Regions from separate parts of the Pan troglodytes genome. Here all the other regions are linked to region 1. A link is a contact called in public Hi-C data. All regions are on one chromosome and are shown on one strand. The core of a region is the stretch at or near the end of the contact, and the rest is flanking DNA. Distances in the headings are between cores, read along the strand shown.

Region 1 (3,649 bases), core at 231-2,730:
TGGGTGCCCACGGAATCTTAGCCTAACTTGGACCCCTGTGAGCCAAAGATGACCTGGAGTTCAGCCCACTGGAAGCGCACACCAGTGCTGGCAGGCACGTGTTTGCTGCAGACCATCCTGTTAATGTTTAACCATCAGCCGCCACATTACCTGTTAGTCTGGAACATTTTCTTTCATCCTGGTTTAGAAAGCTGCCCTGTGATCTTCCCATGGTGGTTCCACAGTAGCGAAAGCAGCCGGTAACTGAGGGAGCTGAGGGGGAGCCCTTGGGTTTCCATGTTTACAAATAAGTCTTAGTAACTCCGTGCTGGATGTGCATTTTGCATTCAGCTTCTTTATCATAAGGGAGGAACAAAGACTGGGGCTCCTGCTGACATCTGCAGACACAAAGCTGAGTCGGAATTTATGGTCTTAGCTTCGGTTCAGCACCAAGTGTATTTATAAGTTTGCAGTCATAAGTTTTGTTGTCCAAATCCCAACAAAGCCCTTTCCCACCTCCACCCCACCCCGGAAGTTATATAGGGTTCCTTGAAGGGACAAAGCCTCTAGAAATAAAGAAAAGTCACTGAAAGTTGTAATGTGAAACCAGCAAAGAGAAAATACATGTTTGGTTTAGTTGTGGTCACAGTCCATGGTGAGAAAAGGGACTGAGATTTAAGTGGGAGAGAAAAGGTTAGGGAGGCAGAGTTTAGTGATTTCAAGGAGGATTTTAAAATGCAGATGAGCATGATGGACATGGGGTGAAGCCTTCATTCTGGGTTCCCCCCCCCCCCCCCCAGTGAAGTTTAAAAAGTGAGGCTTTGAAGGAAGACCACTTAAAAAGGGGGGGGGGGGGAAGGAAATGACCACGGAGGTCCTTGAGGGGTTTTCTAGGCTTGTATGCCTAGGTGGCATTTTCTTAAAATTCCTACACGTTTTATAATGTAGGTCTGACATTTTTCAGTCTCATAAAGTCCCCCAAAAGAATGCTAAAAATGCCACAGTGGGGGCAGTTCTCCCTTAAAGGTCCATTTTGAATATTCAAATTTCAACTGAAATTCTTCATTCACTGTCCTGGACAGAGAGGCAGCCTGGCCCCCTCTGCCCTTGAGAGATATGCCCTTGGTCCTTCCTCCGATGATGCCCCGTCTTTGTGTTTGTAGGCACCTACATAGGGCTGTTTTTAATTCGTATAAACATGAAAGTGTTTAAACTCTCCCTTAATGGTGGCCGCCTTTACCAGGCCAGAAGTCCCACATGTCAGCATGGACTGCACCTCAGGAAACCCTCTCCATCCTCAAATGCTTTGGGTGGAGTGCAGACACAGCGGCTTCCCCTGCAAAGGCACCCCTGCCAGGTCAGATAATTACTTAGGTTGGTAGTCTCTCACATTGGTTGAGGCTCATTTAATTTTTAGGAAGCAATAGATCTTTAATTGTTGAGCTGACTAGGGCTGTCTCCACAGTCCTGTAGGAGGAGCTGCGGGTTTATTATCTACCAGGATTCCTTCTGCTTCCTCTAACAGTTTTCTTAGTTGTTGAACAACACAAACCGAGGGACTGATGGGGAGAGGGAAGAACTGCATATTTTTAAGGTAGCATTGCTTATAAAAAGTCATCAGCTCAGCTACCTGCATTTGGGAGTCTGGGTGTTGAGGGCGGGGATTTATACAGCACCTGGCCTTATAAGTTGACTATTCATGATAGGTGAAGAGGTGAAGTTTTTTGTTCATGAGAATCACTAATGAAAATCAGTTGTTTAGAATGTGAAGGGCACAGCCTACACTGCTAAAACACTCCCCCTAGTGGGAGTTTGGTAGAATACAACCAAGCCCCCTGTGTCCAAAGAGGGAGTTGGCCTTTCATTGTACTCCGGGTGATCTCTCTCCATTATCCGTGCAAAGGAAGGGCCCGAGAGCAGGAACAATTTGATCTTATATTTCTTTGGGTTTTGTTTCAAAATTTATTTTACTTTCTTTAAAGCTCTATCATGTTAAATATGTTCTGTGCAGTTAAAATAATGCATGTTCTTTGCTGAAAAAAAATAATAGAAGTGTAGTCTAGGATATACTGGGGACAAAGGGGAAGTAACCAGAGATTAAACCTTCTTTTACAAATTACCAGTCAGGCGTGGTGGCGCACGCCTGTAGTCCTAGCCCTTTTAGAGGCCGAGGAGGGTGGATCACCTGAGGTCAGGAGTTCTGAGACCAGCCTGGCCAACATGGTGAAACCCTGTCTCCACTAAAAATACAAAAATTAGCTGGGCATGGTGGCTCACATCTGTAATCCCAGCTACTTGGGAGGCTGAGACAGGAGAATCGCCTGAACCCAGGAGGCAGAGGTTACGGTGAGCTGAGACTGCACCACTGCACTCCAGCCCGGGTGACAGAGCAAGACTCCATCTCAAAAAAAAAAAAAAAAAATTACTTACAAAGGCCAGCCACAGTTACTTATGCCTATAACCTCAGCACTTGGGGAGGCCAAGGCAGGAGGACCCCTTGAGCCCAGGAGTTCGAGACCAGCCTGGGCAACATAGGGAGACCCTGACTCTAGGGAGGGAAATGACCCACAAAGCCAGCAAACAAATTGAGCGTTTTGTATTTTTATTGTAGAGTTTATACCAATATCCATTCTATAGATGCTCTCTGTTGAAATGATTCAAGAAAAACGAACATCTAGTTTTTCCTTGGAATGTGGCCCAGACATTGGTGTGCATATCCCAGGACTCATATTCTTTAAGCTTTTGGATAATTTTGCAAAATCATTTCTTCTTTAAAATTTTATATTCACACCATAATATTTCCTTCTGAAACCTCTTGAGGTACCCAAACAGTGGCTGCCAAAAAGTGCAGTCAGTGTAAAACTAATGAAATGAAATGATGTAAGTAGCCGTGTTATGCAGATGGCTGCGGGTAAAGCCTAAAGCCCCAAGCAGGTGTGAACAACAGTAGGTACTGTCTCCTCAGACCTCGGGACGGGGCAGAACCAGCTCCTTACCCCAGCCCTCCTGACCGCCTTGATGGCAAATAATCAAGCATGTGACATTGAGGAGGTGTGATGGATGCAGGCTGACATTGTAGTTACACCTGATCACGTCAAGTGAGAATCCAGGTTAGGTGCGTGAATCTGCTGGCTCAAGGACTGCAATCACATCTGGCCTATTGAGGGAGGGGCATCTCGTACTTGTGCCATAAAACAATGACTTTCATCCACCCAATTATCAGAGGAACTTCTGAATCCCTGCAGTAATAAATCAGACAGTGGCCGGGCATGGTGGCTCACGCCTGTAATCCCAGCACTTTGGGAGGCTGAGGTGGGTAGATCGCCTGAGGTCAGGAGTTCGAGACCAGCCTGGCGAACATGATGAAACCCCGTCTCTACTAAAAATACAAAAATTAGCTGGGCGTGGTGGTGGGCGCCTGTAATCCCAGCTCTTGGGAGGCTGAGGCAGGAGAATTGCTTGAACCCGGGAGGTGGAGGTTGCAGTGAGTGGAGATCACACCATTGCACTCCAGCCTGGGTGACAAGGCGAAACTCCGTCTTGAAAAAATAATAAAAAATAAATCAGACATAGGATCTGCAGCTAAATAATAGGTCCCACCAGCTTCCAATGTACTGTCATAGTGCATAATTTTAAGAAGTTATTAAGTCTTCTTTCAACCTTAGTAAAG
Region 2 (3,717 bases), core at 233-2,732, 520 kb before region 1:
TCCTCTACAGTTGAGCAGGGAAGGGATGGGGAAAGACTCATTTCCTAATGACAGCCTTTTGTAACTGAAGATCTAAATAAGGTAAAAAATAAATAAAAAAGCTTCTTCTCCATTTCTACAAGAAGTGGCCAGCCAGGAAAGGGACTTCTTGTCTAACCCTCCTCTGAAAATGAGGCTCAGTCAGATTTCAACCCAACCTTCTCCACTTTCTGCCTCCATCACCCTTCCGGGGGCAGAATTTAGCGGTGGTCTGCCACCCCAAGCAGCCGCTCCCACAGGAACTGCCTCATTAAGCTCTGTGACCAGTAACTCCCAACTTAGGAAAAGCTCAAGAAGGACCACTCTGCTTTGCACTTTTCCAAGAACCCTTACTACATAAAACGTTCTAAACTTGGGAACACTAACTTTTGCACTGTTTCCCACCGAGCCACAGAGCTCACACCAGCATCACGCTCTCCCTTTGCCAGGATCTGAGCTCGCTGGAGGAAAATACAAGTTCCTCTTTCAGCTTCTTTCCTTCACTTCTGGAGACAAGCTTTCCAGCTACCAAAACAGAACGTTTCCCAGGTTTTCCTCCCACACCTATGAACTTTGTTCCTTGATTAAATCCTAGTTTCCCCTCTAAACAGAACTGGACTATGTCCAACCAATTTCTTCAGCTTCTGCAAACATTAACTCAGATGTTTTTTTCAAGAGGTTTGTGTTCGGCTTTTGAGTAGGTTCTGGAGGCTGCCAGTGGAAAGTCTGAGGGGGGTATCAGCAGCATTTCACCCCATCCCCCGCATCCCCTCTGGCCAGCAGGACAGGAAAAGGAAGCCTGTTTGCGTGCACGAGCCTGCTGACAGGCCTCTGCCATGCGCTGTGCTTTCCTTTGTAGACACAGAGGGACTGCGAGGGAGGATGAGCAACTCCTTCCTAAGCTGGTAGGGTACATGGCTCCAAGAAACGCTCCTGGTCTGGAGTGAATGTAGGACCCTTTTCCTCTCACAGCCAGCCACACAAAGCTGCCTGTCTTCGGACATCTTTCCCCGACGCTTGAGCAGGCTGCAGGGAAAGGGGCCCTCTTACCCGGAGGAAGGAAACCCTCCGCAGACCCTCCAGGAAGGCAGGCCTGGGGCGCCCCTTCCCCGGGGAGCCTGGAAACCCACAAGGCAGGAGCCATTAGAGGGCAGCACGTGCCTGTCTCATAACACTGAGCAGACTCTGGTCGTTTTTTTTCTTCTTCCAATTACAGGGTGTTTCAAAAAGCAAAAGTACTGTGGCTCCAGCGTCAGCAGAAAAACAAGTTAGAAAGACAGGCAGGGGAGGGGGCAATCCCTCCAACTCCAAAGCTGTGCCAGGGAGACACCGCTCTTGGGGAAGTTGGGCTGCAGCCCCCGCACGTGCTAGGAAGATAAGTGAAGGTCCCAACACATCCTGTCCCCTTAGAGCCCCTGGGGCCCAGCAGCCCGACCCAGCGCCTAGAGCCCATTCGCAGACAGCGCGCTGAGGCGGCTTGGGCGCCATGCCCTTTGGGTTACTTAGCTCTTCAGCCTCCTGGAACGCTAGGACAAAGGAGTGCCTTGGTGCTGGCAGAAGCCGGGGGGGGGCACGGCTGGGTTTTACAAGGAAGGACGAAATCTGATCTCAGCAATCGGGATAGATCAACCGTTGCCCGTCTGAGGTGACCCAATTCAGGGACCAGCCGCTTGGCTCTGAACACACGTGTCACAACCCCAGCTCGTACCCACGCCTTGCTAGAGAAGTAAGAACGTGGCATCCCTCCCTGGGACCAACTCGAGCGCCACTCGGGCGTCCCCTGCCAGGACCGCTCTGCATTGCAAAGGGCCCCTGGGGCGTTCAGGATTGGCCTCTGCCCCTCCTCCCACTGCACCATTCTCTTCTTCCCCGCACATCTCTTCCTAATTCACCAAGGGGTTCCACCCCAAGGAAGAACTCCTTCGTGCTGGAAAAAGCCTGGGGCAGCACGGTGGGCCTCCCCCTCCATCTGGGTCACCAGAGGCAGGGAGGGAGGGGGCTTGTGTAATCTTACTATTCATTTCTCCGTGCAAGCTCCTCGGGACAGGCCTGAATTCATGATGCCATCTCATTGGAAGACCTTTGCCCCCAAAGGGCCTGGGCAGATTGAAGCGTCTAGCAGAGGTGAGGGGTGACAGGTGACCAAACCCCAGCCCTGAGGTCTCACCACCTGCTCACAAGCCCAGAGCTGGGGTGGTGGGGTTCTCACTGCCTTCTCCCCATCCCCCTTCTCATTGCATTTCCTTTCCCCCACTCTGGCCTCGGAACCCAGGTGTCCAGTCCTTAGCCAGTCCCTTCTCGCTTTTGTCCAATCTGTCACTGTGCCTGACGTTTCTTTAGGAAGTGGTTACTGTTTGTTGCACACCATTCACAAACATTTCATTTTCAGACCCTGCCCTCTGCACACTATGTGCTAGGACCTTGGCAGGCCCTATGAGTGGCCGAGTTCCGTACTCTTGGTCATCAGCATCTGATCTGCCTCTGGAACTCCTCTTTCTCCTTCCTTGTTCAATTCAGAGGTTTCAGTTGACAAAGACCAGGGAGCCTCCAACCCGGGGGCGTACTAACCATAAAAATATCACTCACAGTCTAGCATAGAATGCGCCTATAACTGAACGGGGAACTTCACTTCACTGATAGTGCTTCCAGTTTCCAATAGCATTAGGCTAGGTATTTGGACTACATTTCCCACTGACAACCATTTAAAAGCTGGATAAGATAAAACAACTCAATCTTTCTGTTGAAATTGTCAAATAGTAAAAAGTAATACTGGCTGTTGATCCAGGGAATCATGAGGGACTGAGTCATTCCTCTCTAATCCTATAGGCATCAGAAACAAAATCATGGGTACAGTAATTCCAAAGTCAAACTGACAGGTAGTTTTCATGAAATTTTCCTAGTAAATTATCCCAAAGAACTATTAAGCTGGACAAAAATTATATTGCATGAATATTTATACAATATCTTTTCTGGTAGAAAAATTCCACCTAGTTGACAGCTCTGTTAGATTCCTTTGGGGGCCCTCTTGTCTGCCTTGCAGCTGTACCATTCCTATACAAAGTGCAGAAAGCACCTGCCCTTGTTGTTTGCAGCCATAATGGAAAAAAAACCATGCCATTCTACTCTACCCCTCCAATGTCCATAATGCAATTATCAGGTCTCTCGACCTGTTAGATTTTTACTTGCACTCACCAAGGCGGCTTCACTCCACCTCCCTGAGCCTGTTTCTTCACCCCTAAGATGGTAGTAATGTAACTACCCCACAGTGTTACGGTAAAGGTTTAAATAAGATAATGTACAGAAAACACTGAGCACCACATATCAATAGTAAGTGCCCAATTAATGTTATTCCTATTGTTTTAGCATTAGTATCAACCATAAATGGTTATGATTGCCGTCTTGTTTAAGAACATATCCAACGTTTGAATCTCTTTGGAAACATTGCACCAAATATTCAAACTTTTTCAAAGTGAGACATACTTCGTCATGAAGCAGCCCATCCATCATTGGACAATTTTGGCTACTGTGTCTCAGTGTTGAAAATGAAGCCTGACTCCAGTGATCTTAGTCCTCTGCCTTGGAGCCTAATGTCTCATTTCTCTTCCTCATTATCTGAATACTGTTATCACATCCTTTTTTCCCTGCACTAACCATGCCTTTTTTTTTTTTTTTTTTTTTTGAGATGGAGTCTTGCTCTGT
Region 3 (3,965 bases), core at 1,355-3,854, 550 kb before region 1:
TAGTACCCAGGGCTTGTGAGACATCACTCCAAGTTTCCAACCAGGTATGCTCTTGATTCCAGTGGATGTGATGACGTTGTGCTCTCTCAGGGCTTAGGCTATGCCAGAGGAGGGATGAACATTCCTTGCTGAATGAGATCCCTCTAGCTGTTCCACCCAGGGCCTCTGGCCTGTCCTTTCCATTGGTGATGGAGTGTAGAAGGCAGGCGTGGAGTTAACACAGAAAGATTTAACTTTCTGTCTTAGGCAGGCATGGAGTTAACCCTCTGAAAACACAGGATGCCAGTCTAAAGAGTGAAGAGAAAATGTGGTTGGAAGATGTGTTCTTCTACCTTTACATCATAAATTTCAGAACAGTGCATTTCATGACCAGAAGATGAATTACTGTTCACATTTTTCTGCATGCTCTGGATAAGATTTGCAATTGTGATCATTGCCAATGGAAGCACAGTAACAGCTTTCAGAGGGTCAGTGGAAGCCAGTATGCAAGATATATGCTGGACAAGGCAGCCTCTTGAGTGATGATGTAACTACCATTAAACACATGGTATCAGGGAACTACAGAGGTATGATCTGTGTTGCTTCAATACAAAAAAGTGAAGAAGAGCCACGGCACTGCCAGTAATAATGACGTTCCATGAGAGATATACAAGTAGCCAGAACTTTTGCCACTAAGAAGAAACTTCACACTGAAAGGACAATAGATAAATATGTAAATGCATCTTGTCTGCCTATCACTCTAAATCAATTGATCAGTGTATACATCACCATGCCTCATGAATTTTGTCATAAATTTTTAATCAAATTGTTTATGCAGAGGATTCACGAAAATAGAGAGAGATAATCTGCCCTGGATTAATCAATGACATTTACGAAGCTCTAATAAGAACAAGAATTGTGCTAGATACCATGGATACAATAAAGAACAATGCACAAATGCACTAAATGTAACTCACTGTCTAAACTGGTAGCAATGCATATAGACAGACGCAGGGTGTCCTGAGCAGGGACATAGGAAGGGGTGATGGAATGAACACCCAGCGATGGTTCCATACGGATGTTCCCAGTTGAAGTCATCAAAAAGGTGACCACTCCACAGGAACTCCATTTGAGGGCCTTGTTCAATGGGACTTTTCAGCCATCCTCCCAATCCAAGTATTTTCTTCTCCTATTAAACTTGTCTTTGATTAGCTCTCCATTGGTCAGAGATTCTGTGAGATACCTATGAAAAGATGGAAGTGACACTTACGTCTGCCTATCCCAACAGCCTAGCTGGAAATCACCAAAATGAGGCAAGAGAACAGGGTTTTTAGTGAACCTTTTTCCTGTGTGCCTGTTCTAGTTGAAGAATCTGGGTTTAATAAACCTAGAATTCTTTATAAAAGAATTCTTGCCAGGCCAGGCGTGGTGGCTTACGCATGTAATCCCAGCACTTCAGGAGGCCAAGGCAGGTGTATCATGAGGTCAAGAGTTTGAGACTAGCCTGACCAACATAATGAAACCCCGTCTCTGCTAAAAATACAAAAATTAGCTGGACGTGGAGGCACGTGCTTGTAATCCCAGCTACTCAGGAGGCTGAGGCAGGAGAATCACTTGAACCCGGGAGGCGGAGGTTGCAGTGGGCCAAGATCGCACCATTGCACTCCAGCCTGGGCGACAGAGTGAGACTTTGTCTGAAAAATAAAAAATAAAAAAATAAAGAATTCTTGCAACCACACCTCACAGATCACAGTTCCAGAACTGCTGCAGAAGGTCTTTCTGAAGAAGGTACAAAGGGGAAAGATAAAGGTGCTGGGTTTTATCTCTGGTCCTGGTCAGAATCAACTGTCTTTACCAACAGGGATTGTCCCATCTGTCATCCTTGGTTACACAAGCCCCATCAGGCAGAATGGGGGAAGGACTGAGCTCTGGGCCTGATGAGCACCACTGAGCGCCCCACTGCTACTTCAGGAATCGCCTATCAGGCTGGTGGGTGGGGTAGGAGTAAAAATAATCAGCACCAGTTTTGGGGTCCAGTCTAGAAGTGGCATTTGACCAGACCCCCCCCATAGCTCTTGAGGGTCTTTTCTGAGGACCTTTACTGCAGTCTATGCAAAAAACCCACTCATAGTCCTCAGTAACTTCCAGTCCTCCAAAGCCATACAGTGTGGTCATTTTACTCATCCTCTAGGCTTTCTTTAGTTATTCATGCAAAGATAGGCCTGGCCTTGGGTGTCTGTAGTGAGGCCACAAGGCCTTGGATCAGAACAGCAACGTCAGGGAAAACAAAATCCAAGGGGCTGCCCAGTCCAAGGGCAAACTGGGAGTCTAGTCCCCATCTTGTAACCACGATCTCTACCTTGCGATGCTGCAGGGGCACCTCTTCTGCCTTTCACCTAGGCTCCTGGCAAAGGCCTTGCAAAGCATTATTCAGGGCACTGTGTGAGGCCAGAGAAGGAACTGAGGAAGACCAGACCCATACACAGAGATGAAGAGTGTGGAGTGACAGGAAGGCGGGGCTTGAGCTGGTGGCAAAACGGGAAAAGTTCCCTTATCCCCATGGCAGGGCTTGCGATGGAGGTGTGGCTGGCTTCTTCTGTGCCCTGCTGTTCAAACCTGTAGGGGGAGCATGCAGATGGGCAGGTGGTGGGGCTCCAACCCCACAGCAACGTCTAAGGGTGAATGTTTACAGCTCCTGAGGTCCCAATGGGCCTGTGTTACAGGGTGCTGTTTCAGTTGAGCCATCCCTAGTCAGCTGTTAGACCTCCTGCCTTATTCCAAGGACAGAGGCTTTCTGTATCCTGAGGTTTCTTGCCTCCGTGCACCAAAAGAATCAGATCACACATGGGCTTGGAGAATGAGTGCAAGGTTTTATTGAGTGGAAGTAGCTCTCAGATGGGGGAGCCAGAAGGGAGACGGAGTGGGGAGGTGGTTTTCCCCTCTGAAGTCGGACCGCTCCGTGGCCAGGCTGTCCTCCAGCTGCACTGAGTGGTTCTGCCTGTCGATGGCCTGCCAGCCTGCCGTGGGCCACTATCAGTCTGCTCTTACACCGGTGTGTTCCTCTTGACGTCCAGAGGCTTGTGTGCGTGCCTGCTAAGCTCTCAGGTTTTTTACAGGCACAGAATGAGGGTGTGGTAGGCCAGGGTAGTCTTGGGAAATCCAACATTTAAGCACGAAAACAGAAATGCCTGTCCTCACCTAGGTCTGTGGGCATGGGCCTGGGGGTGGAGCCCTAGCCAGGGACCACACCCTTCCCTTCCCAGCACTTCCCCACCCCACTTCCATATCAGTAGCTTGAGGGAGTTACTTCTCAGGGAGATGTTTTGGTTTTTAGGGAGAAGACAAAACCTCCAATTTGAAAAACAAAGCGAGTCCTTTGGTGAGGGAAACACTGGACACACAGAGGGCGGGCTGGAAGGGCAGGTGCTGGGAAGACAGCAAGGAGTCCAGACCCACTGGGGAGGCAGCCTGGGAAGATGTTTATTTTCTAAGAGACGAGGAAAGACTGGGAAACAGGGAGAAATTTTTAGGGTGGAGGGTGGGAAACTTGGGAAACACAGAGCAGATGGTCTTAATCTTCTGAGAAAGGAGGCAGTGCCAAGCCTGGCTGGGGCGACAGTGGGAGTCTGGGCTGAGGGATGGTGGGGACATCCTCTGCTAGCTGCTGAAGGTCTAGGATAGAAACTGAGGTGAGCCTCAGTGGTGCTCCCCGGGCTTGCCTCCCAGGAGGGACCCTGCAGGAAGTGTCCAGATGCAGAGCCCCAACTCCTCCCCGAGAGACTTGGATTCAGTAGAACTGGGATGGGGTCCAAAATCTGTATCATTAGGACACTCTCAGAATATACTTGTCATCAGGCAAAGCCTGGAGAAATAGCGAAAAGAACCGTTAGCCCCAGGGAGAGCCCACTGGAGGCTGGAAACGGGAAGTATTGGGGAATCACTTAGTATCCTTTATCACAGACTCTGCTGCCCAGAACCCTGGGGGA

What was found. Hi-C and Micro-C count contacts between places; a contact is called where the count stands out from the background.
Region 2: a contact with region 1 is called in a Hi-C map of stem cell-derived neural progenitor cells, with 4 times the contacts expected there. The contact joins two enhancer-like sites. A contact is called at or near these places in 2 of 7 Hi-C or Micro-C datasets (induced pluripotent stem cells and stem cell-derived neural progenitor cells) and 1 of 1 other capture datasets (stem cell-derived neural stem cells).
Region 3: a contact with region 1 is called in a Hi-C map of induced pluripotent stem cells, with 2.3 times the contacts expected there. The contact joins two enhancer-like sites. A contact is called at or near these places in 2 of 7 Hi-C or Micro-C datasets (both in induced pluripotent stem cells).

Annotation. Positions count from the first base shown.
Region 1 is chr5:13,199,656-13,203,304 of NHGRI_mPanTro3-v2.0_pri, forward strand. The region is part of intron 11 of RREB1 (ras responsive element binding protein 1); the gene reads left to right. Among named protein-coding and RNA genes, the nearest start is that of SSR1, 69 kb to the right of the region's middle. Within about 2 kb of position 1,481, at least 5 of the 24 cell types and tissues checked have an H3K27ac peak or open chromatin away from gene starts, as enhancers often do. A contact at or near this core is called in induced pluripotent stem cells and stem cell-derived neural progenitor cells, where this site is marked.
Region 2 is chr5:12,681,914-12,685,630 of NHGRI_mPanTro3-v2.0_pri, forward strand. No RefSeq gene overlaps it. Among named protein-coding and RNA genes, the nearest start is that of LY86, 140 kb to the left of the region's middle. Within about 2 kb of position 1,483, at least 11 of the 24 cell types and tissues checked have an H3K27ac peak or open chromatin away from gene starts, as enhancers often do. A contact at or near this core is called in induced pluripotent stem cells and stem cell-derived neural progenitor cells, where this site is marked.
Region 3 is chr5:12,651,022-12,654,986 of NHGRI_mPanTro3-v2.0_pri, forward strand. No RefSeq gene overlaps it. Among named protein-coding and RNA genes, the nearest start is that of LY86, 110 kb to the left of the region's middle. Within about 2 kb of position 2,605, at least 1 of the 24 cell types and tissues checked has an H3K27ac peak or open chromatin away from gene starts, as enhancers often do. A contact at or near this core is called in induced pluripotent stem cells, where this site is marked.